Regions from separate parts of the Gossypium hirsutum genome. Here region 2 is linked to region 1. The links are chromatin contacts, called in public Hi-C maps. All regions are on one chromosome and are shown on one strand. Each heading gives the region's core, a stretch centred on a gene start, on an enhancer-like site or on the middle of the called end of the contact. The rest is flanking DNA. Distances are from core to core; before and after follow the strand shown. Region 1 has its middle 13 kb from the start of LOC107958993. Region 2 holds the start of LOC107898106 (ethylene-responsive transcription factor ERF060-like).

Region 1 (5,978 bases), core at 2,444-4,943:
ATGAACCCCGCGGAAAGCCTAAGTTCGATTTAAACAACATTTATGGCCCTAGGGAAAAATTCTGATTTTTGGCCCACACGTCCTACATGATGGCCCATGTGGCTCATCACAGTGCCTCACACGACCATATGGCTCAAGTCAGAAAGTTACACAGTTTGGCACATGGTCGTGTGACTCAATTTAGTGATATACATAGGCTATGCACACGGCTGTGTGGCGTCGATAGCCCCAATTTTGGCTTCCTTATGTTCACTGATTTCTCGAGTTTTTGTTACACACCTGATACAATTTTGACTTAGAAGCAACAGAGATGATTTTGGAACCCTAAAGCGACGTTCAAACATCCAATCAGATGATTTCTTCACAATGAAATCACTAAACTAAGATCCAAAACTGATGTTACGTCAAAAAACTTTCAACACAAAACCCCAAATTGAAACTTACCGGCAAATGAATCAACCAAAATGTAATTCTTAAATCGTTGGAGGGATGTAAATCTCGAGATGCAGTTCAACTGAAAGATCGAGGGCACAATAAAACTTAAAGCAACATATCCGAAATGGTTCAAACAATAAACTGAGGGTGTAAGACAATCACAGCCAAAAAGAAAATAATAAGAAACGATATAGAGAAAAAAATGGAAGAGGAACATGAAAAAGAGAGGAAGTTTTTGGAAAAAAAACTTAATTAATTTAAGAAAATAAAAACTAACTTGCAAGGCAGCACAACAAAAAAAAACATTTTCTTATTTCTTTAACAGTGACTCGAACACAAGACCAAAAGGTATACAAAAACTTAATCATTGAACCAATAGGCTCATTATTGTCTTCAATTGAGCGAAAACCATATATAAACCAGATACTCAATAATAGGAGTTTAGAAAAAAGTAGCAAAATTTCAAAAGAAAGGGTTTGAACCCAGAACCTTACACACACAAACACAATAGCTATCCACTAAGCCAAATTAATTCACTTGTCATAATTTCACAGTCTTAACTCAAACTCAGGACGCAACCACTCTGGTTTCACTAACTCAATTTCTTCTAACTTGGTTTTTGAGACATTATAGGGGGAGTGTTATGAATGCTATTAAGCGGATGTTCAACCTTTCACCTTTCATCTTCCTGAACTCTTCATCGAAAGAAGAGAAATGCAACAGAAATCCCCCTTATTCTCATATATTATTCTTGTGTTCTTTACATTATTATCATTTTATAACAATCTACAAATTGAATTTGTGTTTAATGAATTTATAAACAAATTATTTACACTACACCAATAATAATTCTTGAGTAAACTTAAAAAATTAATTTTTAACATAAAATGTTTTCTCTCACCAAATTTGTGAATGTATACTTACTATTAATAAAACCCTTAACTTAAATATAGTCTTGAAATAAAAGAACTAAAATTAACATGTCTAGAGATTGAAGCTGTGTTTAATAGATTTATAAACAAATTTTTGAGTAAACTTAAAAAAAATAACTTTTAATATAAAATGTTTTCTCTCACCAAATTTGTGTATCTTATCGATAATGTTACTGATTGCATTAGTGTGATAAGTCAACTCGATATTTAATATTTTAAAAATAATATTTTAATATTGAAATTTTTTCATCAACTTAATAACTTTTTGACGTGCTATAGAAGAATGAAAATACCATGGTAAATAATTGGAGTGCATTTAATATTCTTAATATGATGTATTTACCTATTTCAAATTTTTTTACTCATAAGTTAAACTATTTTTAATTTTATTTCATACATATTCCATATATGTTGTTATTATTATTAGTTTCAATCCTTACATTTTATTATTTATTGTATGTTATTTTGAAATACAAATTATTCTAAATATGTAGTTTTTACACGCATATGCGTGTGATAAGATTTCTAGTATTATAAATATTAAAATTTGAGAAAGTTATTATGTGGGTGAAAATATAACTTTCAAGTAATTTTAATTTATAAAATGTAAGTAGTTTTATGTTATAAAAGTTAAGGTTGAGCAAGGTAAATAAAAAATACCTACTTAAAAATTTTAAATAAAAACATTTAAAGAAAACATGTACGAGTTATTAATTAATTTTATTTATTTGAAAATTGTTTTTAGAAATATTTATAAAAAAAGACTTTTAAATTTTATTAATAAGGTCCAAAAGCCATAAATAAATCATTTTTTGTTAAAATAAATCTAAAAACTTATAACTCAAAATTAATAAAAAAATGGAGAAAAGAATCGATTATAATAAAAGATTCAATCGAACTAAAATGAACCCAGCCCTAAAAATATCTCAATTCCCTATAATTAGCTTGGGAGACTAAATGGGTAAATGTTGTTATTGAGACTGCTCTATCTATCAAAGGGGTTAATGGAAATTGTAGAGGACATTCAAATAGAGATTTGATCTGGTGGATCCAAGAGCTACGTAATCATGAGTACAGAGTACTCATTAAGTACCTAATAAGGTGAATTTTGCTACGGACTCTTTAGCTGATTTGATGAAAGGTTTTCTCATTAGTGTGAGAATTTTTCATGTTACCCTTGTATTGATTAATGATCAAATAGACAAAAACTATCTTGTTACATAACTCTGACCCTATTATTTGCTGATAATTGATGCTTTTTACATCTTGTTACCAAAAAAACACAAAGCTGTTTAAGTGGTATATTTTTCATAATATTGATATTTCATTTTTTCTATTGTTTTAATTAAGATGATATGTTGAGATTTTATAATATTATAAAACTAAACCGAGAGAATTACTTGATTCACTTCATGAATTTCACATTAAATTCATTGATTTAGGACTTCATTAAAGGTTGATAAAAGTGGTGGAGCAGAATAGGTTTGGTGAACGAATACTTCATTCCGAATCTACCATCTTCGATAATTACTATTTTATTCCTTCAACGTTTTATGTATTTTTTTTATATTTTTAATATAGATTAAATATACACTAAAATCATACATATACCAACATCATTTATATAATTATCTAAATTGTTGATCGAGTAATATTACAAGTTAATTAAATATTAAATTTATTAAAAAATTTATTAAACTACTTTTACATATTTGAAATAAAGTATATTTTATAAGAGTATTTTTATTTTTTAACATTTTAAATTAAATCAATGAAATATTATAAATGATAAGATCTAAATCTATATCATTAATATGTAAAAAAATCTCAACTTTATTATCGCAACCACGTTTGATTTGGGTTAAAATCATTATTTAGAATTTAAATTTGACAACTTTTTTCACATAAAGATTTAAATATTTTTTTGTCTAAATTAAATTCTGATGTTTTTATATTAAAGCTTGAACTTAAACAATATTTTTTACATTGGAGCTTGAATTTTTTTATCAAAGTTAAATCTAAATTTAACAATAGTTTCCGTTAAGGTGTAAACTTTACAATCCTAATATATGAAAAATTTATCCAATTTAAAACTTAATTTAGATAAAAAAAAATCAGATCTTAATATAAAAATCGTTATAAATTCAAGATGTAACTTAAATATAAAAAATTTAGACCTCATAATTTTTTTACATTTTAATATTATTTATAGGTGAAATCATTGGCGATGACGAAATACAGGTAGCCAACAGGATAGAGATAGGGATAGGTGAAGATAACGTCAATTGCGGCGCCAGGTTGAGAGAGAACTTTTGAGAAAAGATTGTTGGGAATTATTTTGGAGGAAAGCCAAAATATAAGCATTGGATTCTTCACATATCTCAAAGGTTGGTTTTATACACAATTTTAAAACTAAAATATATAAAAGAATAAAAAAGGGCTGACTTGAGTTCGCTGCATCACACATTTCGATGAGTGCATCTATTCCTTCCAGCCTCATGAATATTTTGGATGGGATACCCATAGGTTTATATTATACAGATATTTTAAATTAATTTTGGTGAAGGGAAACTATTACCTTCTAAAGTAAGGGCATCTCATTTAGGGTTGAGATCGGTTAGTTTTGATTGAATTTTTCAACTTTTTTTTATAATTTTTTTTTTATATTAATTTTAAGATTTGAGTTTTTAAATTTTATTTGATAAAAGAAATTTTATAGCCTTTTACATAATTGTTAAATATTTTTTATTTTAAAATATTATATCAATAAATTTAATAAAATAATTTTAACAGTATTAATAATCTAAAAAAATTAAATTTTTAAAAGTAAAAATAAAAATACTAAATTTTAAAATTTAAAAAAATACAAAAACAAACCGCATATTTTAAGCTTTTAAATACCACCCTAAATAAAAATAAATTGGAGTAACCAAAATTTTTAAAATTATAAATAAATAAAAAAGCGTCTAAACACCATGATTCAAGAATTGTAAAGCAAGCAGGGATAAGGTTGAAATAAATGAACAGTAAAAACGTTGAGAAATGAAAGGAGTTAATAGTTGCGTAAAAAGGAAGCGAAAAAAAGATCCCATATTATATTATATTATATTCCTCAATTCTTTCAAAAGAAAATATATATTATATTCCTCAATTCCCAATTTCCAAAGCCACTGAAATTGAAATAATTAAATGTTGGATCATGTGAAAGGATGTGGGTATGTACGTAAGTAAGGCATGGGACCTACTTTGACGCGCTTACACGTCGTTTCTTACGTGGACATAACTTTCAGCCCTTGCATTTGCATTCGCATTCGCGTACTCTACTCTCTCTTTCTGCTTTTCTTTTTCAATTGTTTTTAGATACATCATTTATACTGTAGTATTGGTTGAGTTATAGTTACAGGTACCTTAAGATCAAACATTGATATAATGTTTTTTAAGTAATTCTTTTTACAAAAACTTTATATAAACTATTTAAAATCACATATATTTTATATTAATATTTTATTTATTTAAAAAGTCTTTGAATGTTTCACAAGTAAATTGTGGCACAATTAGATGCTGAATTAAAGTTATTATATTAATATAGATAAATAAATATATAAATATATTGTAATATAATAAAAATAGAAAATTATACTATAGTCACTTATTATGTAAGTTTCTTTTTTTAGCTCAATTATGAAAAATTATAAAATTTTATATAATTATTTAATTTTTTTTTGTCACCAGTTGTTAAATGGCTAACAAAAACTTAATACGATAGCTTTTAAAATTGACATAATAACAATTTTAACCTTCAACATTTATTTATTCGGCTAATTTAGTAGATTCTAAAATAAATTAAATCCTTAACGCTTAAATAGTGTGTAATTTGATCATTTTGCAATTTTATTTTTCTTTGTAGCATTTTTTGACATTGTCCTTGCATTTTATTCAATTTAAAAATGAACAACAACAAGAAACAAAACAACCCAAATTCTGATACCTAATTCAATTACTTGAAAATTTTAAAAAAAAATACCCACTTCATTAATTTAATCTAATTGTAAGTCTAACAACTTTAAAAAAAAAAGAGCTTTGATTTGCTTCATCAATGGCTAGCTCAAGCTAACAAAAAATGGATTAATTATCATTGGAAGATATCAAGTTCTTAGTCATTTGAAGTATAAGGAAAGCAAGGTATTTGAGGATTGTCTAGTTTATAAACGTTGAGCACTAAATTTTCAAAAATTAAGAATAAATTGACACAATGTGTAAATACTATGGATTAAATTTGTTATAATGCCAATTTCAAAAGTTGCCATGTCATCTTTCCATTAACCATTTAACAACATATGACTAAAAAGGAAAAAAAATGAATAGTTACGTGACTGATTCGTAACTTTTCATAGTTGAGTGACAAAAAAAAACAACATGATAGTTGAGTGGCTACCAGTATAGTTTACCCTATTAAAAATGATCTTTTGGGATTTTTTCAACAAAGTTTTTATCAAACACACCCATAGTCAAAGGCTTCCTATTAATATATATATATAGATGTATTAGGAGTTAATTGCATTATGCATTAAACATTCTAATTACATCTTCAAACTATCAATGTTATATCAA
Region 2 (5,978 bases), core at 2,560-5,059, 110 kb before region 1:
CTTACCGTGTGACCCCTATAGTATGAATTTTTTTATCTTTTGCCATGAAGTTTTAAATGTTTTTGATTTAGTCCTGAATCATTTCTAAAGTGTTTCTAAGGCCTTGAGGGCTTGAAAAAGAGACGTTATACATGTGTTTGAATGGAATGTGATGTATTTTATAAATGATTGTAATTGAATGTTTTAAGTTAAAAGTTTTCGGTAATGCTCTGTGACCCTATTCCAGCGATGGATATAGGTTAAGGGTGTTACACCACCTACAACCATTATTTGTTATCAACCCTCAAAGTTTATATCCCTTACAATTTAGTCAATAATATCTAATTTATCAAATGGTTTAAGCTTGAATTGCTCATGATTTTATCAAAAATTACTCATGCATGAATCAAATTCCTAATATCTAATTTTTGTAAGGTTCTTCAATAATAATAATAACTTAATTAAACCTCACCAATTACATAATCTAAGGCATAGGCTAGTATTATCTAACATTCCTAAACAATTTCCTGGTAAAAATTCAAACTAAAACTCACCTTCTTCAAGCAAGCTAGTGGACAAGAATGGAGAAATGAATGGAAATTTGTTTCTTTCTTTCCTTGGTGTACGGTGGAAGAGAGTGAAGAAGAAAATCTTCTCTCTCCCACTTATCTTACATATATATACAAATTTTAGTCCTAGTATTTTTAATAATCAATTTAATTCAATCACACTCACTAATTCAACCCCTCAATTCCTTACTCAACATTTAATTATTCTATTTTAATTATCTATTAACTCAATTAAATTAATTTGATCTAAAATTAAATTTTATGACATCATTAGAAATCAGACTGTTATAAATGATGCTTGAGGTACGAGCAGCTGATTTAAGATGTATTGTACATGATGAGGATGGCCTAGTACTCAAAGGTTTAGCACATCATTTCCTAATTGTTGGGACACTACCTAGGCGGAGGCCTACGCAATGCAAATGGACCTTGAGCTTGGGCGGGACTCGAACTTTAGTGACACTATAATTTAATTCTCTCTTGGTAATTTCGAAATTTCTACATGTTGCATTGAATTTAACTCTCTTGGCCCCATTTGCCTATGTGTTTTAGAACTTTAATACTTTTAAACTTTCATTTTACCAGTAGGTAAGTTAATAAGGTTGCCAACATGATTAGTCGCATAGGCTTGTGTTAACTACACATGAAACTCGTTTCGGTGTGGATTATCCCACAAGTTTCATGATTTTCTCATTGCTGATTCTTTATGATGAATGAAACTGCTTTTTGTGACTTTTTATTTTTAAAAATAATCCCAAGCTTTAATTCAAAATAATAATAATAATAAACTCCAGCTAAATTTAAAAAAGTTAATCCCAAGCGTCCATCCCCTCACATTTGAATAATTTTGCAAGTCAAATAAAAACACCTCAAATACTGCAACTAATACTAAAAATTATACTAATTTGTTGTATATGCACCCATTAATAAAAATATAATTAAAACAAAAATTATTATATGTAATAATAAGGAGAAAAAAATTACATTAAAACTTGAAAAATAATATTGTTAAAAAAATAATCACCAACTCTAAAAAGTTTAATTTTTATAAATCATGAAACATACATGAATGATAATTTTTAAAAAATATATAATTAAAAATAATAAAAAATGTGTTGACAAATTAGAAAGCAACCTAAAAAGGTTCAATGGGAAGCACATTGCCTAGACAGGTTAGAACCTGAACAATTCTCCACTATAAACCACAATCAGATAACAATTATAAAACAATGGAATCAATTGGTTTCGATTGCTTTATTCTGATTTATGTAATATGGCACCATTTCATAGATTACATCAAAATTTTGTTTGATTTGCACTGTTTAAGAGACAATGAATGATGTCTTAACAGATAGATTATCAAGGGAACCAACGCGTGAAGAACCAGAATCGAACACCATCACATGCAAACCATTTACATTTGCATAAAAATATAAAAATTAAAGAACAAAAAAGTACGTTAACTATAAATAATATAAATATATAGACATATTCGAAAGAAAGCTTTACAGTCGACCTCCAATAATGATGCAAATAAACATAAACTTGAAGCTCTCCAAAAGCCATTGCTAGGAAAAAAAGGTACCAGCAAGAGCAGTCTAGGAGGAGATGCCTCTCTGTTACACATATTAACAACATACAGATTCTAAACTGACACCTAAATACCCTCTACAAATGTCAAAAATTTCATTGTAGAGATAACTGCAGACCCACTTAAAAGACCTACATAACCAAACAAAAGATACTTGACCTAAGAAATTACAATAAGATTACATGATAGTAGCTGTAATTTTTTTTTTTAAGACTCAGATAGTTCCCTAATGGCTTCCCAATCAATTTCCACTGAAGGGTACTTTTCCAAACCGAAAATTTCGTTGTCATCCCACTTTGAATCAGAGAAATCGAAGAAAGTGATATCAGATTCTGGTGAAGAAGATCCTGCCAATGACTCATCGGATAAATCCGGGGATGAGGGTGAGGATGATGATGATGACAGCGAGTTCATCTCAACTTTAGGACTAGCAAATCTTGGAGACTGATCAAACTCCTCACGCTTCACAGGGTAATCAAACTCAACCTTGGGATTTGAATCGGGAACAGAACAGGCCTTTCCTGAATTCTCTTGTTTCTGCAAGCTCTGGCAGATAGCTTGTAGCTTTGCATCAACTGCAGAATGGAGGGGCTTGTAGTCACCAAATTCTCCAGAAATATGAGCTCCTTGGTGCTTGAGGTGGGGGAAGTTGAGCCTGGCAAACTCTCCTCTAAGCTTATAGGCAGCCTTGTCATAAGCCAAAGCTGCTTCTTCTGCTGTATCGAAAGTGCCAAGCCAAAGGCGAGTTCGGTTCTTGGGGAGTCTGATTTCAGCTACCCATTTGCCCCAGTGCCTCTGTCTCACCCCTCTGTACAGCTTGGTAGGCTTTGGAGGGGTGGAAGACACATGTTTCATGGGTACAGCTTTTGGGGAAAGAAAGTTGAACCTTTGGTTTTTTAGGGATGCGGTCGTAGACTTGGAAGCAACCTCCTGCTGCTGCTGTTGCTGTTGATAGATTTGAGCTTGGATTTGGAGGATTTGAGAAGGGGTGAGTTGGTTTAGCCCAATTGAACCTGTTTGCTCAAAACCCATCAAGTTTTGATAGTTACAGAACCCTTGTTCTGAGCACAAATGGGTTCTCCATGGGGAGCAAAATTCAGGATACAGGTTAGACTGTGAATAAGAAGAAGAAGAAGATAAAGGAGAGGTAGATGAAGCACTTTTCATAAAAGGTTCAAGCGCTTTCATCAACTCCGCACTAAAAGGATCTGAGAAAACTGAACTGTTGCTATTGCTATTATACATATCTATAGCTGCTGCCATATTCAATAACTAGGTAAAAAACCTGTATCTTAACCAAAACTAAAGAACAGGTACTAGTTTGATTAATAAAAAACAACCTTGAGGGACCAAAAATAAACCCTCTTAGCTGATGATAATAAATAATAAAAAACAAAACAAAAAAAAAATCTGGATCTCTATTCTGGGATCACCTGGCTTTCAGAAAAACCAAAAACACCTGCTATGATAGTTTAGGTTTGTTCTTGACAGAAACTTTTTCGGCTTGAAAGACAGACGATTACAGAAAGGGATTCAGAGAAGCGGGGAGTTACAGAAAAGGGGGGGATTAAGAAGAAATCTGAAAATGCTCGAACAGTGTTGAAAATTCTGAAAACTCTCAATTTTTTATTTTATTTTCTGGAGTGGCCTCACCTTGGTGTTTTACTCTCATGCATTTCCAGGGTCACCTTATCTCTATTTATATAACCCTCTACCCATGTGCTTCTCTCTCAAATCCCTTTAGATTTTTTAATTAATTAATTAAATTAATTTATCACCTTCCTTCTCGTCAACTTTCAAGGATGCCTAACAATGCCTTTATTCGGTGGGGAAAGGAAGTTACTGGGCTCCAATGGGGGTTCGCCATTTACTTGAAACGTTAACCGGCAGGTGTCAGCCAGCGAAGGGTAGTTTTATACGTGTCTTACTATGATTGGTGAAAATTTGGTTGACTGTGCTGGGGTTAGCCTTTTACAGTTTAATGCATCTTTTTTGTCCTGTTGTGTTTGATTGGCGGCAAAGGCTGACCTGCCTGATGGAATTTCATATTCATAAAGCAAAATAGGTGCCTTTTGTGGTCCGCACCTTTTAGATGCTCTGAAACGGTGGCTACACGGTCTCTAATTTTTTTTTTACAAGTTTTCTATACAATATTAGGTGCGATCAAGTGACACAAAATAAATTTACACAAAAAGAAAACACAATTTAAAATAGTATGAAATATATGTCTAATGAGAATTTCAAATCACAGTTTTATATATGTAAAAATAAATTATTATAAGTTTTATAATATGAAGTTAGTAATTTTATTATGGTATAATGAAAATTTTAATTTTTAATGTTTATATTTTTTGTCATTTTGATTATTATTTATTTTTTTTGAATTAAATTTAGTTTTTAATCTTTTAAAAGAGTTGAATGTGATCATTAATCTTTTAAAAATACTCAAATTATTATTTTTTTAACGAAAATATTGACTAAAATGTTATATTTTTAGACATAACTTGTATAGCAATCCACGTATATTTTATACTAATTTTTTAAATTATTATGAACATTTTTTTTAGAATTTTGAGTTATTTTATTATATATTTTTTGAGTTTTTTATAATTATTAAATTATTTGTTACCGTTACATACAGCCAAATTTAGTTAAAAAGAGAAAGAATAAAGGCTAAATTGATAAAAAAAAAATATAAACCTTAAGAACTAAATTTATTTTTACTTTTTATATATTTTACAATGTTTAGTGGGAACTGAGATAATTATAGTTTTATTTTCATATTATAAGATCAATGTTTTCATATTTGTATAAAATTGTTAACAATATTAATAAAAATCCATTTAAGTGATTATTTAATCTCTTAAAATATAACTAGATTATGATACATTTATAATGTTAGTAAAAACAATTATATAATATATTAATTTAAAAATTTACATAAAAATTAAATATTGACTTTGGTTGAAATGGTAAAATGGAGAGAGTGAATATTAAGATGATATGAATTTGAATTTTGATACATGTATATATTTTTATAGATCTATCAAAATAAAGACATAAGTATCCAAAAATAAATATTTCCATTCTTCGAAAAAGTAATTTTCTTTTAATAAATTCATAATTAAGTTGATTTTCGGTTTATAGTGAAATAAAGGATGTGGACGAAAAAATTTGCATAATAATATAAAAATGTACATAATAATAATACTATTTTAGTTAAAGTGATAGAGTTGAACTTTTTATAAATGTGTTGTATGGATTCAGACCTATCTAAATGTAAAATATTTTGTTAGTTTTATTAAAAAAAAAAGTAAAAACACTCTTATATTAATATAAATTATTTTAAATATGAAAAGATATTTTATAATTTTTCTAATTAAATTTGTAAGACTAATTCAATTAAGAATTTTTAAATATATTATGAATTAATAGATAGAAGAACTAAAGCAATAAAATTTATTTATTTAAAACACATACTTCTCGTATTTGAACTCATATTCCAACTCTATTATTACGAGATAAAATAATGATAAGAAAGGAAATGAAAATTAAAAGTCACCTCATCTATTGAGCTTAAAAACATATAATCGTGATGGTACTGAAGTAAATCCATGATAATTGTCATTCACATAATAAGATTATTAGAAAATTAATTAGGTAATAATTCAATTTATAAACCCATAATGTTAGTAGCACTGGTGCAGTGACTTCTTTATTTGTCTTGAACTGAATTCCCACTAGAACTTTCAAGTGCCAATGCCATTTTGACCTTGATTACATCTCCACCAATGGCTTTAAGCCAAATTTTATTATTAATGTAACTTTTAATGATGTAT

The links. Hi-C and Micro-C count contacts between places; a contact is called where the count stands out from the background.
Region 2: a Hi-C map of leaf shows a contact between it and region 1, with 2.0 times the contacts expected there. The contact joins the promoter of LOC107898106 here to the enhancer-like site in region 1. A contact is called at or near these places in 2 of 34 Hi-C or Micro-C datasets (callus and leaf).

The regions. Positions count from the first base shown.
Region 1 is chrA11:43,820,671-43,826,648 of Gossypium_hirsutum_v2.1, reverse strand. No RefSeq gene overlaps it. Among protein-coding and RNA genes, the nearest start is that of LOC107958993, 13 kb to the right of the region's middle. Within about 2 kb of position 3,693, at least 3 of the 9 cell types and tissues checked have an H3K27ac peak or open chromatin away from gene starts, as enhancers often do. A contact at or near this core is called in leaf, where this site is marked.
Region 2 is chrA11:43,932,876-43,938,853 of Gossypium_hirsutum_v2.1, reverse strand. It overlaps LOC107898106 (ethylene-responsive transcription factor ERF060-like), which reads right to left and starts at 3,809. Exons shown (of 1, transcript NM_001326854.2): 1 at 2,061-3,809. The coding sequence starts at 3,402. The coding sequence ends at 2,347.